2 separate regions of the Macaca mulatta genome follow, and region 1 is linked to region 2. A link is a contact called in public Hi-C data. All regions are on one chromosome and are shown on one strand. The core of a region is the stretch at or near the end of the contact, and the rest is flanking DNA. Distances in the headings are between cores, read along the strand shown.

Region 1 (4,716 bases), core at 2,176-4,675, 800 kb after region 2:
CCTCTGAGGGGACTGCCTGACCCTAAGGCCCCAGGCTTTTATCCCTACCACTCAGATTAGGTAATCCCATCTGAAGTGCACATTCTAGACTATAAAGGTTTGGGTGTTGGGGTTGGGGGCTGCATTGCAGAAATTAAATGCAAAACTACATAGTCTTTTTTTTTTTTTTTTTTTTTTTTGAGAGGGAGTCTCTGTCTGTCACCCAAGCGGGAGTGCAGTGGTGTGACCTCAGCTCACTGCAACCCCCGCCTCCCGGGTTCAAGCGATTCTCCTGCCTCAGCCTCCCGAGTAGCTGGGACTACAGGTGCCCGCCACCAAGCCCAGCTAACATTTTGTATTTTTAGTAGAGACAGGGTTTTGCCATGTTGCCCCGGCTGGTTTCAAACTCCTGATCTCAGGCAATCCGCCCGCCTCGGCCTCCCAAAGTGCTGCGATTACAGGCGTGAGCCACCGTGCCTGGCCCACACACTTTTTCCTTTAACTGCCCCCTGGTGCTGGCAGGAACTGTGCAAGCAGAAAAACTGGTGACGAAGTAGAGAAAACCCTATTGGGTGTCCTAGCCCCCCACTGTCCACCATTATTGACCTTAGACTGTAGGTCTAGCACCCACCATTGTGGACCTTTACCTATTCTTCTATCTATAAGAGTTGAGGCAGGGGGAGGATGGGAGAGGGAGTTGGATGATTTCTAAAGGTGCCTATCCACACTTTCCCTTTCTTCACTTTAGGCTTTCTTAAAATGCACATGTGCAGGGAAAGGTAAGCCATTAAGTCATTAACACCTTAGTGAGAGTGAATTTTACAGGAAAGGCAAGACATTTAGAAAAAGGGGAAGGAATAGAAACAGAAAGGGGACTGAAAACACAGGCAAGTGAGTTTCGTACTAGTAAAAGTCCCAGAGAAGACCCTGAGTTCTCGCTGGTTGTTTTGTGTTGGGGGAGGGAAAGCAGTGGATCCCTTCTAAGGGAAAGGAAGCGGGAGAGATTGCTCAGTTCTCCTAGGACTCTGAGGTTCCAGAGGCTCTGCCCCGTCCAAGCACCCAGGCACAATTCCACTGATTAGCTCATCTCATGTCACAACCTCCCCCATCCCCAACTCCTTGCCTCCAACTAAAGAATATTTATACTTTCATCTCCATTTCCCACACTACTTAGTCTCCTCTGGCCCACAGTCCCTCGAAGCGATGTCTTCCTCCAAGCCGCTAGCTGGCTTCAGGAAACTCCTCATCCTTCAAAAGCCCCATTAAGTGCAGGACTCTCCAAAGGGCCGTCCCAGGGACCAGAAAATCAAACTCCTTCCCTGCAACTTCCTTTAACTTTGTCCATGCCTTTCCTCCAGCACTTAGCACTTTCTACCCTAGGCCAGGTTTGCCTCCCAGGTTCCACAAAGTTCCTGGAGGGCAACGTCCAACACACCCAGCGCAGTGTCTGCCACACACAGGGTGCTAGAGAAATGCTTAGAGAAGGGAACTGAAGTCCGGAGTCAACTATTTGAATTACGGTTTGGCCTCTACTAAATAACTTCCGGGCGACCCTCCTTCTCTCTGGGCCTCAGCTGCCCCAACTGTAAAATGGGAGGACTTGGAGGAGTGGGTCTAGGCCCTTTCCGCTGTGACAACTGTGATTCCGCGAAAGCTCTAAGCGGATGGGCGTGGCCCCGCCCCCTGGGCGCCCAGAAAAGTCCGGGCAGGGGGCGCGCAAGGCTCCAACCCCGCCTAGCCTGGGGTCGACGCTTTCGGAAAAACTCTGGGTCCCCCTCCCCCATGGCGTGCACCCCGTGATTGGGCCGCGGCCGGCACTTCCGCACAGCGGGCCAGGCCAGAGCACGGCGCGCGCCCCGCGCTCCTGCCACCCCGGAGGCGCTCGCGCCGGGGGAGGGCTGGGGGTTCCCGAGGCGCCCGCGGGCGGAGGGTGAGGGGAAGGAAGGATTTGCAACAATACCTCAGGGAGGAGGCAGCCGGGGCAGCGGCGGCGGCGGCGGCGGCAGCGGCGGCGGCTGGAGGCGGAGGCAGAGACAGAGGAGGAGGTGCCCGGGCACTCCCCCTCCCATTGTCCCCAGCCCCGGACAGGCCCTGCCCCGCGCCCCACACTGGCCTCCTCCAGCGCGCCGCCCGCGCCCCGCGCCCCGCGCCCCGCGCCCCGGGCCGTGCAGCCAGCCCTTACCTTGCAGCGCCCGGCTGTCCCCCGATCGCTAAAGCTACTTATCCCGGGAAAGCTCGCGCGGGACCCGGGAACGAACCCACAGACAAAAAGTGAAACTTCGGCAGGGCTGGAGCGGCTGCTGGTTGGTGCCTTTCCCCCTCCTTCCTCCCCACCGTCCCCACCCCCTCCCCGTGGTCTCCCGTGCGGTGCCCTGAGCGCTGGAGGCTGACGTCAGGGGCCTGAATTCCTGACTTTGCCTGCACGCATTTGTCCATGTAAGGTATGGGAAGGCGTGTGCCCGCGGAGCCGCCGCGCAGAGCTCGCCTGGCGGGGGAGGGGAAACCCGCAGCCGGCAGTGGCTTTGCCAAAAGGTGGGCGCACCGAGGGCATTGCATTTCCTGAGAGGAAGAGGAGGAGACGCGGGAATGCAGGGAGCTTGCAAAGGAGGAAGGGAAAGAGGGAGATGTGGAGACTTTACCCCTGCTAGAGGAAGAGGGAGGAGACGTAGGAGGAAGCGGCCGCGTCAGGGGCTCCTGGAAAATGGAAAAGCCTGCGTCTGCTATTAAGGCGTCAAATTAAGGCACTGAGCTTGAGTGGAAGAGATCCAGCCATGAAATCCCCTTCCAAGATTTTCCTCGTGAGCCCCGCCCTGGATTCCCAGCAAGACTGAAAACTTACAAGGTGTCAGAGCTGGCAAAGACCAACTTCCAACCCGTCCGCTTGGCACGTGAGGAAACTGAAGCTCTCCGAAGAGAAATGACTTGTACAGGGTCGTCACTCAACAGATCGAGGAGCAGGCCCAGGTGCTCTGCCTCCCACTTGGGTTGCCGCCTCCAGGAAGGGCCCTGCCTTCCTTTTAGCCCTGAGCCTTGAAGCAGGTTAGATGTCCGCAGGCTGCGCAGACCACCCAGTGATTTCTACTGCTCTTGGCCCAGAGCCAGTTCCTGGAAGGTCCTGGTTGACAGTGAGCCCTGAATATCAATGACAATCAGTTGCTCCAGGGCAACTTCCTCTGTTCTGTGCTCAAATATATGAATCCCTGGAGTTTAACGTTTACTTCTGAGCCCCGCCCAGAAAGCTTACTCTGTGCTTATAGCTTCAAAAAAGTCTGCGAACGGGATGAACTGGTTTGAATACAGACAATCCTGTTATTGGAAGGTTTGAGTTGGATTTTTTCCCCCCTCTGACATCTGTAAGGGTGAACGACGATGAGAACCACCACTTACTGTGTTAGGGGATTATGACGTGCAGCAGCCATTGCCTGGAAAGCACTCCATGCCCTGAGACTTCCTTTCCTTGTACTTCTCTCCTATTAATATCTAAAATCATCCCTCACGTTAGCATATAATGAAAGCAGTCTCTCACCCGGCTATTGCATCTTCAGGTGAGTTAGATAGGACAAAGCGTAGTCCCCCGCTTTACACTTCAGGCAAAAACTTAAGGAACGTTACTGGCCCAGCACCTGTCTTCCCCTCCTCCCATACGGGTCTCCTGACTAATCCCTTGATCTTTCCATACCTGGCCCTGACCTCTAGCAGGACATAATTCCATTCATAACTGTTGAGAGTACACCATGAACTACCGATTCATAAAAACTCCAAAAAGTGGGCCTTCTGAGGATGGATTTTAGTGGGATTCTTTTGACCAGGAATTAATAATGTAAAAACACACGTTATTGGATTTATTAAGCACCTTCCTTGTGCTTAATAAGTGTTTGAATTCAGACATTTCAGGGGTAAGACTACTTAACCTGTTCCTAACAACTATCTAATGTTCACATACAAAAATATGAACATGGTTGGGCGTGGTGGCTCACACCTGTAATTCCAGGACGCCGAGGCGGGCAAATCACCTGAGGTCAGGAGCTGGAGACCAGCCTGGCCAACATGGCAAAACCCTGTCTCTACTAAAAATACAAAAAATTAGCCGGGCGTGGTGGCGAGCGCCTGTAATCCCAGCTGCTCCGGAAGCTGAGGTAGGAGAATTGCTTGAACCTGGGAGGCAAAGGTTTTAGTGAGTCGAGATTGCGCCACTGCACTCCAGCCTGAGGGACAGAGCAAGACTCTGTCTTAAAAAAAAAAAAAAAAAAAAAAAAAAAAAAGAGAGAGAGAGAGAGATAAGGTCGAGAATAACCACTCATTCCACAGAATAATAAAGAATTTATCTCTTTGCAACTAACATAGTTTGAAATGGGAGATATGAGCTCTTAGAGAGATTTTTTTCTGGGGTTTTAAAAAGGTCAGATCCTATCAAAACACAGTTCACTCACTCAAACATTTCAGCATACTCACATTCTGAGTACTAGGGTTTACTATGAAAAGAATTCCAGTGTTACATGAAGTAAAAATGGATTATCTCAATTCTCATGGAATATAACGGGACTTGCCCAGCATTTCCTTTCTTTTTCCTTCAGTAACCCACTTATAAAGAATAATAGGGTCCTAATGAGGATTAAGATTTAATAAAGTATAATTAGAGTTGTTCATTTCTTCCATCATACACATTATAAGAGTACTGTGCTGGATCCAGAAACGCTACTAATTATGTTGAAAGTGCTGTATGGGTGTGTTGGGGAA
Region 2 (4,701 bases), core at 1,022-3,521:
CTGCACAAATCTCCATTCTCCTAATCCTGGACTTTTGTTGAGACTGCTCAGACCGACATCTCGTTTGGCTGCTGCTAGTCTTAGCAGGTTGACTGTCTTCCCTCCAACAAGGAAGGGAGTCTCATTTGAGGAACTGCACAACCTCTTCTGGTTTCTGTACCGGTCACTTTCTCTCTCTAGCCACTGGAGAAGTGGGTTGGAACATTAGGGGAAGTGTCTGTTTGGCAACCTCACAGGGCTAGAAAACTTGAAGAGGGTGGATTTTAGGGGCTACCCCCTTAAGAACATTCAAACGTTTGAATCTTTCTGCTGAGATCACTTATATTCCTATTTTCCAGGAGTACACACAAGGCCAGAGGCACTTTGGACCTCAGGGCTTTCAGAGGGATGAAAGACAAGGCGGTCAGGGAAAGAGTTTCTCATTTGGCCTGTTTTGTGATGTATGTCAGGAAGGTGTTATTGTGGTGAACAATTAAGAAGAAGGGAATTTAAAAGCAGAGAAATGAGTGACTCACCCAAGGTCACATAGCAAGTGACAGAGCTGCGAGCAACTTGAATGCAAATCTCCTGGAGCCAAGCCATGTATTCATGCACCTACCTCAAAGCCTGCTCTCAGAAAGAAGTGGAAGAGGGAAAGGAAGAAGAGAGAAAGAAGAAAGAGGAGGGGGAGGAATAAGAGGGAGAGAAGCAGAGGAGGAGAGAGACTGCAGAGCCCGTGACTGTAGGTGAAGGGCCTGGGACCTTCTCCTTTCACCCCTGCTCACCCCGACTCCCTTAACTCCTCCTGGACCCAAGAAAATGGGTCCAAGTCTGTGCGGTAGGGAAGGGCTGCTGGGTAACTTCTTTACTGAGGCGCAAGCATGGCCCTGCGGGGTTGCTGAGCCTTTCAAAGGCCACTTGTAAACTCTGATGCGGCGCAGAAGCTGGCCCGGAGGGGCTGGGGCCCGGGCCAGGAGGAGAGGACGGGCCTGCCTTTGGTGCCTAGAAATCAAAGCAGCCAACCTTGGGCTTTTTCTTCCCCCTCACACTGAGGCACTTTTATTGGCGAGATGAAGGGAGGCAGAGCGGGCCTTACAGTCCTCGCTTTGCTTTTGGAGGTTAATGACCCAGTTAGCAGCTCTTGGCTGCGTTTCCGACATTTTGCAGACATCAAGCCCCGCGTCTCTGCCAAGTACATTCTGTTCCCTGGAGCACATCCAGTGCATCTCAGATTACTATGTAATGCGACAAAGAGGGAGAGGTGGCTGGGAGGGGCATCGGGGAGCGGGGCGGGGAGGGGAGAGGGCGGGATGCAGGAGCGTGCGGGGAGGAGAGGAGGATGCCACTCTAAATATAGCTGCCCTCCTGGAATGCGTCTTTCAAGGTGCTTATTTACTGCACAAGAGTGATCCCAAAGTGAGGGTACGATTGGGCCCTGTCGTCCAGGAATCCTGGAGCGCCGAGAGCGAAGCCCAGGACCAGGGCGAGGACAGAGAGTGGGGGTGGGGAGGAGGCTGCAGGAGGCTCCTGGCTGGGAAGGGCGGGGAAGGTGGAATTCGAAGGGGGCGGGGCTAGGAGGTGGTGGCCCCGCCCACAAGGCCGCCGCCCCGCTTTGCAGCTCCAGCCTGAGCTGCAGCCTGCGCGCTAATTATAGACGTGAATGGAAAGCGGCCGCTTTTGAATGATCGCGTTGCTGGAGCTGCCGTTGGAAGCTTAGAAGCAGGTGCTACCGTGCTAGATACAAAGCGATCTATTTAAAAGTCCTGTGTCACGCACGCACCCTTACTGACGAATCCTCTGGCTCTCTCCTACCACCGCCCGGTGGCGGATTCCGGAATTGGTTCAAAAGGCCTTGATCCCGAAGACCCAGGACAGAGACAGAGGACATTTCCTACCTCTTTCGCCTGCATCCTTAGAAAACTCCCGAGGATGAGAAGATCCCCAGACCTTTACAAGCTGTTGTTTTACAAACGGAGAAACTGAGGCAGGGAGAGGCGCTGGATGTGCACCAAAGCACGTGGTGCGTCAGTGCACAGCTGAGGTAAAGTTCTGGTCTCCTGACAGCCTCTCCATTTGCCTTACCGGATTGGAACTTAAAGCAAGTCTCACTTTAACGCTGTTAATTTCCAGGCACGGATCTTTAGCCAATGAGCATCCTCCTCCTTTCCTGGTTCAGCGCCTACTCCCTCCAGTCGCCACCCCCACCCCACTCCCACAAGGAAAACTTGCTAATGCTGGCTGATTCTCATTGCTAGGTTTACTAGTTCAGGCCTGGAAACTGGGTAACCTCAATAACTATGACCATTTCAGTATGTGTGAGTCAATCTGATGTGCCCTCCGTCAGCATAATCCTGTCACGAGGAAAGACGCAGGGGGCAAAACCTAGACGTTTCTTTCGCATCAGCATGTTGGCTGCACCTAGTGCTCACAGCCAAGAGTGTTAAAGCACATGATGACCTAATCCAGTTCATACGAGTACAGTGAAAATCCTTATGCCCATTTTATGGAATCCCTGCAGAAATGGAGTTTTGGAGGGAGGAAGTGACTTGCTCACAGTCATCTGCTGATGAGTGGTCTACTTGGGAACCAAAACCAAGTTCTCCACTCTCGATGTGGGCTATGTCCAGTATTCATGCTTTGGCCTGCAAGGGGGAGAAGAAATCCACTTAGTAATAGAGAGGGATAACTCTCCAGTCCCTCGGACACCTGGCGTGTCCTGAGTATCTCCACTCTGACCATTGGCCTTTTCTCCCTGCGGGTCTGGGGCCACTCCCACGCTAATCCATGGCATTAAACTGGGCATGGAGAGCTGCTGTCTTCTCTAGAAACCGAAATCTTCAAGTCCAGTATCTACATCCATTACCACCTGGACCCATCTATGTCTCCTTACCTTTGCTGACTGCTTTGGACTTAACTCTGCCTGTGTCTCTCTTGGCTATTCCTGTAACCTCAAGATCTCCACCAGGGCAGATGGATAAAGAGGCAGCATCCAGTAACATGCTGAAAAAAGAAGGGAGAGGGAATAGGTGTGGATGATAGAATATTTTAGTTGTTTTTTATTTACTTCTTGAAAGCAGAAACTGTATCTTAGTCTTTGTAAGTCCTCCTTCTTCCCAACATATACAAGGTCCAGCCCAATGCACCGAGCATAGCAGACACCCAGAAATGTTAAAGAATCATAAAACTTTCACATGGCTGTGGAAAATTGTATATAGCTAGGTTGGTCATAGTCATGTTTCTCTGATAACATAGATAGGTAGCTTAGAGCATGGACTTTGTGCCTACAAGCCCATGTTTTGCATGAACTAGTTATACAATACTGACAAATTACTTAAGTTTTCTAGGTCTCAGTTTTCTCATCTGTAAAATGGGCATAAGTGTACCTCAAAGAAGCAGTGCTGAGCAGTACTGGTAGTGCTGAGCCAGGAAAAAAGAAAAATGTTCATATGTGGTTTTTTTCTACAATCGGGCTACTTAATTTGGAATCTGAATTCAACTATGAGCCTAGCACAATGACTAGTGTCAGCACTCAGTAGTTCTTCTCACACAGCGTTGTTCTAGGAATTAAGTTGGATAATATATATGAACACTCCTTGTACAGCGATATAAGATTGTTCACATACTTTATTATTAATAAAGTTGCCCCAGGTTACACAGCTAACATATAGTGGCCCTGGGATTTAAATCCAGATATGCTCCTGTCTCTGTCCTAGGTCTCCAGGCTCAAGTGCATAACAATAGTCATCATTACTGAGCACTGATTCAATAATATCGTTGTGCGTTAACTGTGCCTGCTTCTATGTGACATGCAGAAAAAATAGACATGCCATTAGGTTGGAAATAAGTAGGTAAGGGCCTAGGACAGATACACAAGTAACTATGTAATACCAGTCAGTGGATGATGAGTGCTCTGATTAGCACAATAAACCAAATGCCATGGGCACCAGGGAAGAACAAGCAGATACTCCCCGAGGTGGGGAGAAGAGTTCAGGATGGCTGCAGTGAGGGTAAAGGAGCATGAACAGACCCTGGAAGAACTGGTAGCATTTGGACAAGTGGGGGTAGAGGTGAGGGAAGTTCCTGATAAAGGGATCAGCAAGAGCAAAGACCCAAACGCAGGAAAAGAGAGGGAGGATTTAGAGAACATAAGCTTGCCAGCATTCAGAGAACATAGTGCCGGCAGAGAGTGAGCAGGGCAGAATGAGAAAGCACACCGGGAGCTCAGCAAGGAGACCAGGTGTCCCAGGGAACCAGGGAGAGCTCAGCAGGGCCAGGTGAGTCTCTCTGATGACATGGAGCGCAGCTGTGCTACACTCTCAGGATGATGATGAGTGGAGAAATTTCGCTCTGGGGCCAGATTTTAGGCAGCAGAAGCAAGGGTAGTTTCATAGCTCCTTTGTAGTGCCTCCTAGATCTTGTAATTGTGTATTTACTTGTGTTTCATCTTTTACATTGGCCTATAAACTCCATGAGAGATGGGAACAGGAGCCTTTCCTTTCTTACTTGCCCCAGGGCTTACCACAGTGACATCCATAGTAGGAGCTCGATAAAGACTAGATGAGCAAGTGAATGCTTCTTTGATCCCAAGGCCAAGAGGACCACCAAAGTAATCCAAATGTGGACAAAGGTTTTTCCAAGAAGGTTGTTCCCACCTTTAACTTCAGTAAACAGGTACCCCGGGAGGTGTAAAAGAGTTTAAAATTCACTGAGCAGGAGTGCAGG

Evidence for each region. A called contact is a pair of places that touch in the nucleus more often than the background predicts.
Region 1: a contact with region 2 is called in a Hi-C map of liver, with 4 times the contacts expected there. The contact joins the promoter of LPP here to the promoter of TPRG1 in region 2. A contact is called at or near these places in 2 of 14 Hi-C or Micro-C datasets (fetal cortex germinal zone and liver).

Annotation. Positions count from the first base shown.
Region 1 is chr2:10,486,627-10,491,342 of T2T-MMU8v2.0, forward strand. LPP (LIM domain containing preferred translocation partner in lipoma) reads right to left here and starts at 3,426. Exons shown (of 12, transcript XM_015132425.3): 1 at 2,819-3,426. LOC144338990 (a long non-coding RNA gene) reads left to right here and starts at 2,331. Exons shown (of 2, transcript XR_013413511.1): 1 at 2,331-3,524.
Region 2 is chr2:9,687,315-9,692,015 of T2T-MMU8v2.0, forward strand. It overlaps TPRG1 (tumor protein p63 regulated 1), which reads right to left and starts at 2,272. Exons shown (of 12, transcript XM_077991227.1): 1 at 1,875-2,272. LOC144338983 (a long non-coding RNA gene) reads left to right here and starts at 1,287. Exons shown (of 3, transcript XR_013413501.1): 1 at 1,287-2,020.